2 separate regions of the Zea mays genome follow, and region 1 is linked to region 2. The links are chromatin contacts, called in public Hi-C maps. All regions are on one chromosome and are shown on one strand. The core of a region is the stretch at or near the end of the contact, and the rest is flanking DNA. Distances in the headings are between cores, read along the strand shown. Region 1 holds the start of LOC103626484 (protein argonaute 1D). Region 2 holds the start of LOC103626482 (callose synthase 3).

The links. Hi-C and Micro-C count contacts between places; a contact is called where the count stands out from the background.
Region 1: a Hi-C map of ear shows a contact between it and region 2, with 3 times the contacts expected there. The contact joins the promoter of LOC103626484 here to the promoter of LOC103626482 in region 2. A contact is called at or near these places in 8 of 25 Hi-C or Micro-C datasets (bundle sheath, ear, leaf and 2 more) and 1 of 3 datasets of contacts at active chromatin or transcription factors (leaf).

Annotation. Positions count from the first base shown.
Region 1 is chr5:66,703,697-66,708,628 of Zm-B73-REFERENCE-NAM-5.0, reverse strand. It overlaps LOC103626484 (protein argonaute 1D), which reads right to left and starts at 3,582. Exons shown (of 21, transcript XM_020538404.2): 1 at 3,267-3,582; 2 at 2,648-3,175; 3 at 2,366-2,574; 4 at 2,098-2,247; 5 at 1,856-1,989; 6 at 1,647-1,759; 7 at 1,471-1,577; 8 at 1,215-1,353; 9 at 792-1,100; 10 at 482-553; 11 at 225-347; 12 at 1-132. The coding sequence starts at 3,142.
Region 2 is chr5:66,278,774-66,283,687 of Zm-B73-REFERENCE-NAM-5.0, reverse strand. It overlaps LOC103626482 (callose synthase 3), which reads left to right and starts at 2,366. Exons shown (of 41, transcript XM_008646894.3): 1 at 2,366-2,955; 2 at 3,028-3,128; 3 at 3,293-3,417; 4 at 3,496-3,589; 5 at 3,719-3,829; 6 at 3,926-4,057; 7 at 4,177-4,269; 8 at 4,391-4,482; 9 at 4,693-4,819. The coding sequence starts at 2,730.

The DNA of each region.
Region 1 (4,932 bases), core at 2,333-4,832, 420 kb before region 2:
CAGCAAGTCGAGTTGTTCTCTGCGCTGTGGTCCGAGCAAGTTCATCGCGTCATGGAACCTGGCTTTCAGAGCTCTCTCCACTTTATCAGGATGCGCGTATATAGGCGGAAGGATAGGCTCCAGCGCGAAGTCCTATGTGTAAAACCAAAATTGCTAGCTGTTACTACTTATGTAAACCAGTAGCAGCAAAATTGATTTATTTAGGGGGATGGATGGATACTTGCCATTCCCGAGGCCTGGCACATCCGAGCAAGTTCACGGCAGAATCCAATAGCAACATTCTCTTGCACATTCCGAGCAAAATTCACACAGGTCCAGCTCCTCACTCTGCCACCGTTTACCATTTTCTAGATAACAAAAAAGCAAAACACAAGTAATAAGTGGTAAATCTTGATATAGTCAACATGTTTAGCTATTTGGTTATAACGATTACTTTTTTTTACCAAATACTATTCAGTAAATGTTTAGTTTAGTACCCTACCTTGTTCATCATATTCCACTGCCCAACTCTAGGCAAACAGTCCTTCTCTCTGCCGGTTTCATTATATTTGAGCTGCATCCATCGTAAACAAAAATATGAAATGTTGCAAAAGAAACATATGACTGGTTTTAGTTTATCACACCCACAAAGAGTTTGACTCAGTTTTTTTTAAAACAGGAGTACATTAATTATGACAAAAAAAGGGTGATACGAACAATAAAAAAAATATTTCAAAATTCCACTGCTGCAATAAGGCTTCCCCCACTGTTTTTTGCTAAAAGAACACATATGAGTGGGTTTCAGCGCCTACCCGAGGAGCAGGTAAAATCCGTGCCTCAATCGAAGCCAAACGCTCGCTGATCTTAATGCCAAACTCTTTAGCATAAGGATCCTCATGGTAAGAGTTATGATTCATCATCTGCGGGCACACACAAAAAAAAAAGGTTGGCATTTGCATAAGCATAATGAAGTCACAAAAGAAAGGAGAACCCAAATATATTACCTGAATAATGTCGCGCTCACGATCATGTGGGCGTTGGCATGTCTCCTCTAAAAGAGCTCTTATCTGACTCTGGTTTAATCTCTTAGAGTACCTCTGTCCCTCCACTATCTTGCAGACCTGAGTAGTAAACACATTAGGTTTTGCTAGCAAATAAGATTAGACAGGGATAAGTCATAGTGTAGAGCTTTGCTAGAAAAGAGCGAGAGGAGCGGCTGCAGCGACTAAGCTTACCTCCATTGGAAGGTAATTTGGGTGCTGCTGGTTGCCAACCTGCAGACAGGGCAGGTAGGTGTGCTGGATGGCAAAGCCATAGGTCTCTTGAAAATACTGTACAACTGACTTCACTGTGCCACCTTGATCAACAGGAAAACTGTGGCAAATGGCATCAACATTCTTTTAGGAAATTTTTTCTCTGAACAAATGATCCAGAGAGGGAAAGTGTAAATGCAGGAGTTCATGAAGAAACATGGATTTTTTTTTGCCATACGTTAGCTCCCGAGTTTCCTGAGATGTTAAACCAGCTATTCGATACTTGCGTCGCATGTTACCACGGTGCGTAACTTCCACCTTCACGCCTCTTAAGGCCTTCTTTATCTGAAAATCGAGTAAATTAATCAAAAAAAATATTGAGTAAAGTGACGTTACAAATATCTGCTAGCGTACCTTGACACGTTCAGCGTCTAAGAGGGGCCTCGAGTAGATGTCGTCGGTGTTTAAAAGCTGTGCAACAAAATCTATGACAGGTAATGGCTCAAAGAAAGCAGTTGCAGACATATCTGAAAAGACAAGAAAAGGTTAGAAGCATTCAGTAATCTTGTATGTATGTATGTATCTGATGAGAGAGAGAGACAGACAGACAGACAGAGTTTTACCAATATTCAATGACAAGCCCATTTGAGTAGGGCGAATGCTCTGGTAAAACCCACGCCAGCTTTCTATTCCCTCACCAAGGGAACGCCTCCTCCCCAGGTCAGGAGAGAAAAACGATCGCCCAAACGGTGCATATCTTTTAAAAAAAAACAAGAGAGAGAGAGAGAGAGCCAAATCATCAGTGCATGTATCATCCTGAAACCTAGAGAGAGAGAGAGAGAGAGAGAGAGTCTAATTTAATTACCTTGTTGTCGGCAGCTCCCGCAGAACAATATCAAGAACTTGCAAGGCTTCTTGAGGAGCCTCTGCCTGCCTTCCAGCTAAAAACTGCTCCAGACGCCGGAGGTCAGCCCTTGCGGCAAATTTAATCACTACCTTGTATGTCTTCTTACGCCTAGACATACAGGAAATGTCAAACAGGAACATGCTAAACCCATTTTTTTGTGTGTGAAATTCTTCACAAAAACGACAACAGGAATATGTCAAACAGAAATAAAGTATAGTATAGATACCTCTCTACTCCAGAACCATCGTCTTCCTCGAGTAGAGTGATGTGAAATTCTTTCGAAGTGAATGGCAGGGGTCCAGCCGTGTACAGGCTCTTTCTACCATCATAGGCTGGAAGCCGACCTCCCAAATATGACAGCTTGTGCAGCCTCACCAGCTCCTCCATGACAGAACGGTTCACAATTCGCGATGTCACTTCCGGGGTAACTGAAACCTGTCAGAGTAAAAAAAACATTTAGGTAGATTCAAGAGAAAACGTTGAAAGGGATATTGATAGAACAACATACATCATACTGATGAAGATCCTTCTTGGCAGGTAATAATTCAGCAAAGAAGTGATTTGCCTTCACCAAACACCTGGTGCCAACGCTTCCATTTCCTGGGCGGTGAGGGAACTTGCTCGACACTGGAAACGCCTGCACAATGTCCTGTACAGACAAGCCTTTCAGCTGATCCACAGCCTCTTCGCTTGGTGACGGCGCATCCTGGGACTGGGAGCCTGCCTCTGGCGCTGGGATGTTATCAGGTTCATTTGAAGTTTGCATTGCTTGGCGCAGCTCGGGAGCTATGGCGGACGGGACTGCCCCACGTCCACCTCTACCACCACCACCACCACTGTAGTAGCCAGTTCCACGACCACGACCACCTTGTGGGGACTGCTGTTGATGGTAGAAGCCACCACGGCCACGGAAACCTCTCCCACCACCGCCGGCCTCAGCAGCCTGTGAGCCTGAGCCTGAGCCCTCGCCTAACCCAGGCAGTTTTTGTCTCCAAGATCCCATGCCGTGGGCAGTGAAACTGACAAACTCAATGCGCTGCCAAGAGAGGAAAAGTCCAGTTTTTAGAATTTGACGAGAGGAGAAGACGGAGGAAGAACAGAGGAAGCAGAAGGCCGCTTGTGATCACCCTTGGGCAGGCGGAGCTAGGGGAGCCTGTTCTTTCTTTCTTTCTTTCTTTCTTTCTTTCTTTCTTTCAGTGGGTCGGGGCGCAGCAGAATAAATGTGAGTGCACTTGGGGTTGGTTGGATGACTATTGCGTTGGTTGCTCAGGAGATACTATATAATACTCTGCAGTTAACTCTGGGTATATATTTTTCAAGTGTTCATTTACCTTTTTTTTTGGTTGAGTAATATACATGGTGGTACCTTTTTGCAATAGTGCAGAAATGCCTTCACTCACTTGGGTATAGTAGAGTAATGATGTGCTATTGATTGATGTGTCAAAAAATATCTACTATTTGCCTTGGGGATATAGGGAAAAAAGAACAGGTGTTGTAGTTCATTTCGTTCAAACCAAAATGTGAAAAATCTTTTTACTTGACAGAAGCAATAGCAGGTGCGCTCTGTCGCCTGCATGTGGCAAACAAATGGTGAATGACAATGCAACTCTGACCGGAGGATTCGGCGGGTTCACGGAAGATAGGGGGAGGGGGCTTGGGACTGTGTGAGCAAGGCCATAAAAAATACTACATTCATTCTCGAATATTTATCAGTTGCTATTTCATTTTTAAACTAAACCATGATAAATAAAAAAAGAATAGATGAAGTAGAAAGTATGGATTTACTCAGTAGATGACTATGTTTAATTACTATGTTCTTTATATTCTTGCCTTAGGAGTAGCAGTAATTTAGTTTTTTTCATCTCCAGTCTTCAGATCTCTTCAGCTCGACATCGTTTAGAGACGTCTTAGGTGATCTGCCGATCCCAAGACAACACTATGAATCTATGATATTTCCTCCCTGACGGGGTTCCTCTGGGGAGCGGGATCAAGGTTCCGTAGGAGATTGTTGCAGCCTCTTCACACACGAACGGTTTGAATGCCTCCGAGCGAACGGTTTGCCGCCCTGCAGAGATGCGAGTCGCGGACGGTCCGCACGCTGACAACAGAGAGTACCCCATGTTTTTGGTCCCCACGATCGGAATCAGGTTACACTAGGGTGCTGTTTGATTCACGAAATGTAACGTAAAGGGTAATGGTAACGGTTTACCCTCGATTACGGACGGTAACAAGTTTGAATAGTCCGGTATCAATTTTTAGTATGATATCTGATTACGGTTATACTAAAACAAACATAATTTAACGTTATCACTTACCCATTACGTTACAAATATTTGAACCAAACGGAATAAATAGATGGATGTTTGGCAATCCGCAATAACTTTTGACAGCCAGAACCTGAAACTAAGCTGCAGCAAACGGGGCCTACATCAATCACCACCTGTCTAGGATATTGTACATCAGAAGCAGCAGTCATCAGTACATTATTATTGTTATTAGAGGGAGTACCTCTCGGGCAGCATTTAAGAGAATGGAAGGTGCATGCAGCAGCCACGCAGGAAGGAAGGGGAACTCATGAATGCATCAAGGAAGATCCACGACATGAATGGCTACTATCCATCTCCTTCACTCCATTGGATCTCCCTGCCTCTACGAAGTCTTGAGTGAATGCAGTAGTAGCTGACGGCCTGAAGGGTGCTGGTGAAAATGCAAACTTGCAAGAGAAAAACGCAGTCAAAAACTGATGGGAGATTGAGGCATTGAGCACAGCACGTACACGCAGTAGAGACTAGA
Region 2 (4,914 bases), core at 1,117-3,616:
AATGGTAGAGGTAAGGGGCTTGGCCTAGAGGACAGTGGAGAAGGATAACTGAACTCTGATCTTCTGGTGTCCCGGCGCCCGGCGTGCAACAGCACGTCTTCCTGCAATAGTGCAAGAGAACAAGCAGTATCCAATTCGGGTGGGCGTTGAATAATCACAGCATTTTTAATCTCATCCTTTAACCCATCTATAAATCTAGCAGTAATCATAGTCGAAGTCAAGTTGTTTTCATGAGCTAATAACTGATGCATAAGTTGATCAAAATTTTCTATATAATCAGCTACTGAGCCCACTTGGTGCACATGATAAAAATGTCTAATGAGCATGTTGTGCTGGTCTCTACCAAATCGAGTGTTCAGGGCTGGTCCCAATTCCTCCCAATTCATCTCTCTAATTCTTGACTCCATTGCTTCAACCCAGTACACAGCCGCACCCCCAAAATGCATGGTAGCCATTCTCACCCACCGTTCTACTGGGACCCCATAGAACTCAAAGTAAGTTTCGCATCTGTGCTTCCATAATTTAGGGTTTGATCCCTCAAAAACAGGAAAACTCATGTGGGGCATACCCGATCCCGACAGATGAGACCAATTTGCGCTGGAATCCCTTCCCATTGAACCCCAATCCATAAACATTGGTGTACGTTCAGGAGGAGGGTGCATACCTCCGACCGGAGGGGGTGTGTGGATGGTTTCCATCCCAACACCCGATCTCCGGTGATTTTCAGTGAAGCGGTGGCGATTTTGCCCTTGCGTCGCGTCGATCTGTGGAACCCCCAGTTGGGCGGTGGTCGACGCAGTTCCCTTCGCTTTGCTCACGCCAGAAGGATCGCTCTCCAGCGGCTGTGGACCGAATTGATCCACCTTAGATTGAATTGTCTTCAAGGCCTCTGCCACCTCCGCCACCTTTGCCTCCACTTCCGGCCGCCACTTGCGAAATTCACCTTGTTCCTTCATCATCCCTTTCACTGTTGCCTCCACGCTCGCCATGGACGACTGGATCGTCTCCATGCGCTGATGTGTCTCCTTGTTGCCCTCCTCGATCTTGGCAAGCAGCTGCGCCATCGGATCTTCATTCCGCGGCGGCGCCATACCTCCACCTCTTGCCTGGAATCGTGTCGCGTACTCGTGCGTGGGCTCCAGCTTAGCTCCGAATACCAAATGTAAGCACCAGCGGGATTTCGATGGCTGAGCACCGCTCCCGGTGCTCAAGGTCCTCTCTCGAAGAACTTTGGGGTTTACCAATGTCTGCGGTTCTTACACGGCGACGCAGCGCCAGCCACCGGACGCAGCCGGGAACAGAGTTCTCTCCTCTTCGATACAATGCCTATCTTATTTACAGGCATATATATATTTCTGTGCAGGTCACGGCTGCCACTCTGGGCCAGCGAAACGACTGTTGGGCTTCGGCGTTCTCCTGCTCCTTCGAGGTCCTGGCCTGGACGGCCCATCATCCTCAGCATTCTCCTTCCCGCCATACTTGGACGCCATCAGGTTGCTGACACCCTCACCATTTGCAGCAAGTGAGCAAGCCAGGTCAGGTGATGAGACGAGCGATGGCGTCTCGGAGCTGTCTCCGACTTGGATCGCCAAGTCATTTATCCCCGTTGGTGGCTGTCATTATAGTTGGTCTAGCCCAAGAACACACAATTTTTTCTGTCCGATTCTCTCGAGGTTGTGCGCGAGGCAGCAAGGCCATGCACGAGGCGACCGAACGCGCACTCACGGTCGTGGCTCACGGGCGCACACAATGGAGCCGCTCGCTGCCGCCACGGGCAGGCCACGAATCGCGCCGCCCGACCCGACAACCCTGTCCTTGTCAGCCATGGCCACCATCGAGGCCTTGGGCTTCGTGAATTTTTTCTGGAGGTTAGGATGAGCGCATATTGTATAGGGCCGTCAGTTTCCGAGTCCCAAATATGCTACCTTTGAGGTTAGGCCCTAAAATGTTTAGATGAATTTTATTAAAATAAAACTTGTGTAGGAGTTGCTCTAAATACACCCAACCAAACACTTCCTAATCACCTTCTCCATCATTTCTTGACTTCAAGTCTCCAATGGTCAGGGATGGGCGCTGGCTTTTCGTCGGCCTGAAACCTATGGATGAGGCCTTGTTGGGCCGATTCGCCACCAGTCAGGCCGTGCCGTGTGTCGATTGTGCCTGTTATTCTCACCGGTCAGCAGGCAGACCACGCGATAAATGCTTGCGTAAATTTCTGATATACGGAGTTTGAAAAAGAAATGGACCCGTGCGAGTGCTGACCGCAAAACGACGAGCCTGCTTTTCTGTTGCGTTTGGGCCCATGTGCAGTGTACGTGGTTCTCTGTCCTCGTGCTGCACAAGCCACTCTACAGAGTAAAATCTTGTGGCAAAACCGTAGAATCCCACGGACCTCAGGCCTCAACTAGGGTCCCAAACTAAAAGGGTAACAAAGCCTAGCAAAACCTTTCCGTCCGTTACTGCTATAGCGTTCATCATCCCATTCCTTCCCCACCACCACCTCCTGCTTCTACACTACTGGACTGCTGCTGCTGCTCTCCCCCTCCCCTCCCCTCCCCTCCCCTCCCGGCCGCCGCCGCCGCCGCCGCGTGTTCTCTCTCATCTAGGGTTTCATCTCCATCTAGTCGAGCATTCCCGTGCTGGGGTGGGGAGTGGGAGACTCGACTCGATTTGATTCGACTCCATTTCGTGCTAGCGCCTAGCGCTGCAGAGCGAGTGAGGTGACGGGAATGGCGGCTCCGGGGCGGAGGACGGCGGACGTGTCCTCGTCCTCGCCCTCTCCGTCCCCTGCCGCCCCCTCCACCGGCAGGCGCCTCCTGCGCACGCAGACCGTCGCCAACCTCGGCGAGTCCATCTTCGACAGCGAGGTCGTGCCGTCCTCGCTCGTCGAGATCGCGCCCATCCTCCGCGTCGCCAACGAGGTCGAGGTTGAAAACCCGCGCGTCGCCTACCTCTGTAAGTTGTAGCGCTGCCTGTTACTTTCTACCAATCGTTCGCCGTCCCCGATCCGATGCCATTCCTCTCCAGGTCGCTTCTACGCTTTCGAGAAGGCTCACCGCCTCGACCCGACTTCCAGTGGCCGTGGTGTTCGTCAGTTTAAGACCGCACTTCTGCAGAGGCTTGAGAGGGTCCGTCCGTACTAGCACAACCCAACTCTCTCTCTCTCCCCTTAAAAAATTCTTCACCATCATTCCATTCATTTCATTCACCACGCACTGCTGCAATGCAGCTGCCACTGCGCGTCTGCGCCCGCTAACCAAGCGCACAAAGGCTTACCTTTTGGCTTCTCCAGGAAAATGACCCCACACTGAAGGGAAGGGTCCACAAGAGCGATGCTAGTGAGATGCAACGCTTCTACCGCGAATACTACAGGAAGTACATCCAGGCACTGCAAACTGTCGTTAATAAGGATGACCGGTGAGCCATTTCTCTTGCTTTTCGTCGTGCTGCTCGCTCGCTTGTTGGTCCTCCCTTCACTCTATCAATGCCTCGCAGTGCGCGCCTCACTAAGGCATACCAAACGGCTGCTATCTTGTTTGAGGTTTTGAGGGCTGTTAATGATTCCCAGTCCGTTGAAGTCGATCAAGCGGTATGCCATCCATCTCTTGCTCCTATGCTGGGGGTTTCTGTTTTCTTTCTTGACACTGCTACACCTTGTCTTGCACCTCTTTTTATCGACCATAACTGCGAGCCCTCTTTGTGTGTTGCTGCTGCACAGATTTTGGATACACACATCAAGGTCGAAGAAAAGAAAAAGCTGTTTCTACCTTATAACATTCTCCCGCTCGATCCTGAAAGTACTGGCGAAGCCATTATGCGATATCCAGAGGTTCTCGTCTTTCATCTTCTCTCATTAACAGCGCCGCCAAACTACACCTTCTACAAGCAAACCATTAATAGTGTCTTGTTCCTCATAATTATGTAGATTCAAGCTGCTGTTTATGCTCTTCGCAATACTAGAGGTCTGCCATGGCCAAAGGACCAAGACAAGAAGCCTGAAGAGAAGAATACTGGCAAAGACCTTCTTGATTGGCTTCAGGCTATGTTTGGGTTTCAGGTAATTGTGTCAAACCTATTTGATCCCCGCATTCTCTGTTTTGTAGCTTGCTTTAACCTTAAAAGTACAACACTTAGAAGTTAGAATATACGTTCAGCTAACTTAAAGTTCCTTTTCAGAAAGACAATGTGTCCAACCAAAGGGAACATTTGATACTGTTGCTTGCAAATGTTCATATAAGGAAAATACCCAAGGCTGACCAACAACCGAAGGTACAAATCCCCCCGCCCTCTCTCTATGTGTGTTTGAATCTTCTAGAGGAACCAGATGGCCTTTCTTTTTTGGACCTGCCCAATTTGCATATTGATGGTATGCTGGTGCTATGTTTTTTAGTTGGATGACAAAGCTCTGGATGATGTAATGAAGAAGCTATTTAAGAATTATAAGAAGTGGTGCAAGTACCTCGGCCGCAAAAGCAGTTTATGGTAGGTACAGAGGATCCATTATGAAATGTGTATGAGTCACTTGGACTGATTTCCTAGAGCCTGTGCTTACACTCCTCTGTTTCGTTTAGTTGGTTGCCATTCATGGCATTTCAGCCTTAGAGCTACTACACTTGAAAGGACATAAAGTGCATCTCTTGGTTAAGTTACTGCTTCTCTAAAGTCTAAACATTTTGTCGAATTGATCTCTAGGTTGCCAACCATCCAGCAGGAAGTGCAGCAGCGTAAGCTTCTTTATATGGGTCTCTACCTGCTGATTTGGGGTGAGGCGGCCAACTTGAGATTCATGCCAGAGTGTATTTGTTACATCTACCATCATGTAAGATTGACTTGCGTTTTTTTTTCCAAATTAACTTTGATATGCTTGCGGTACTGAAGATCATACCCTGAAATTCATGGCAATATATAGCAATA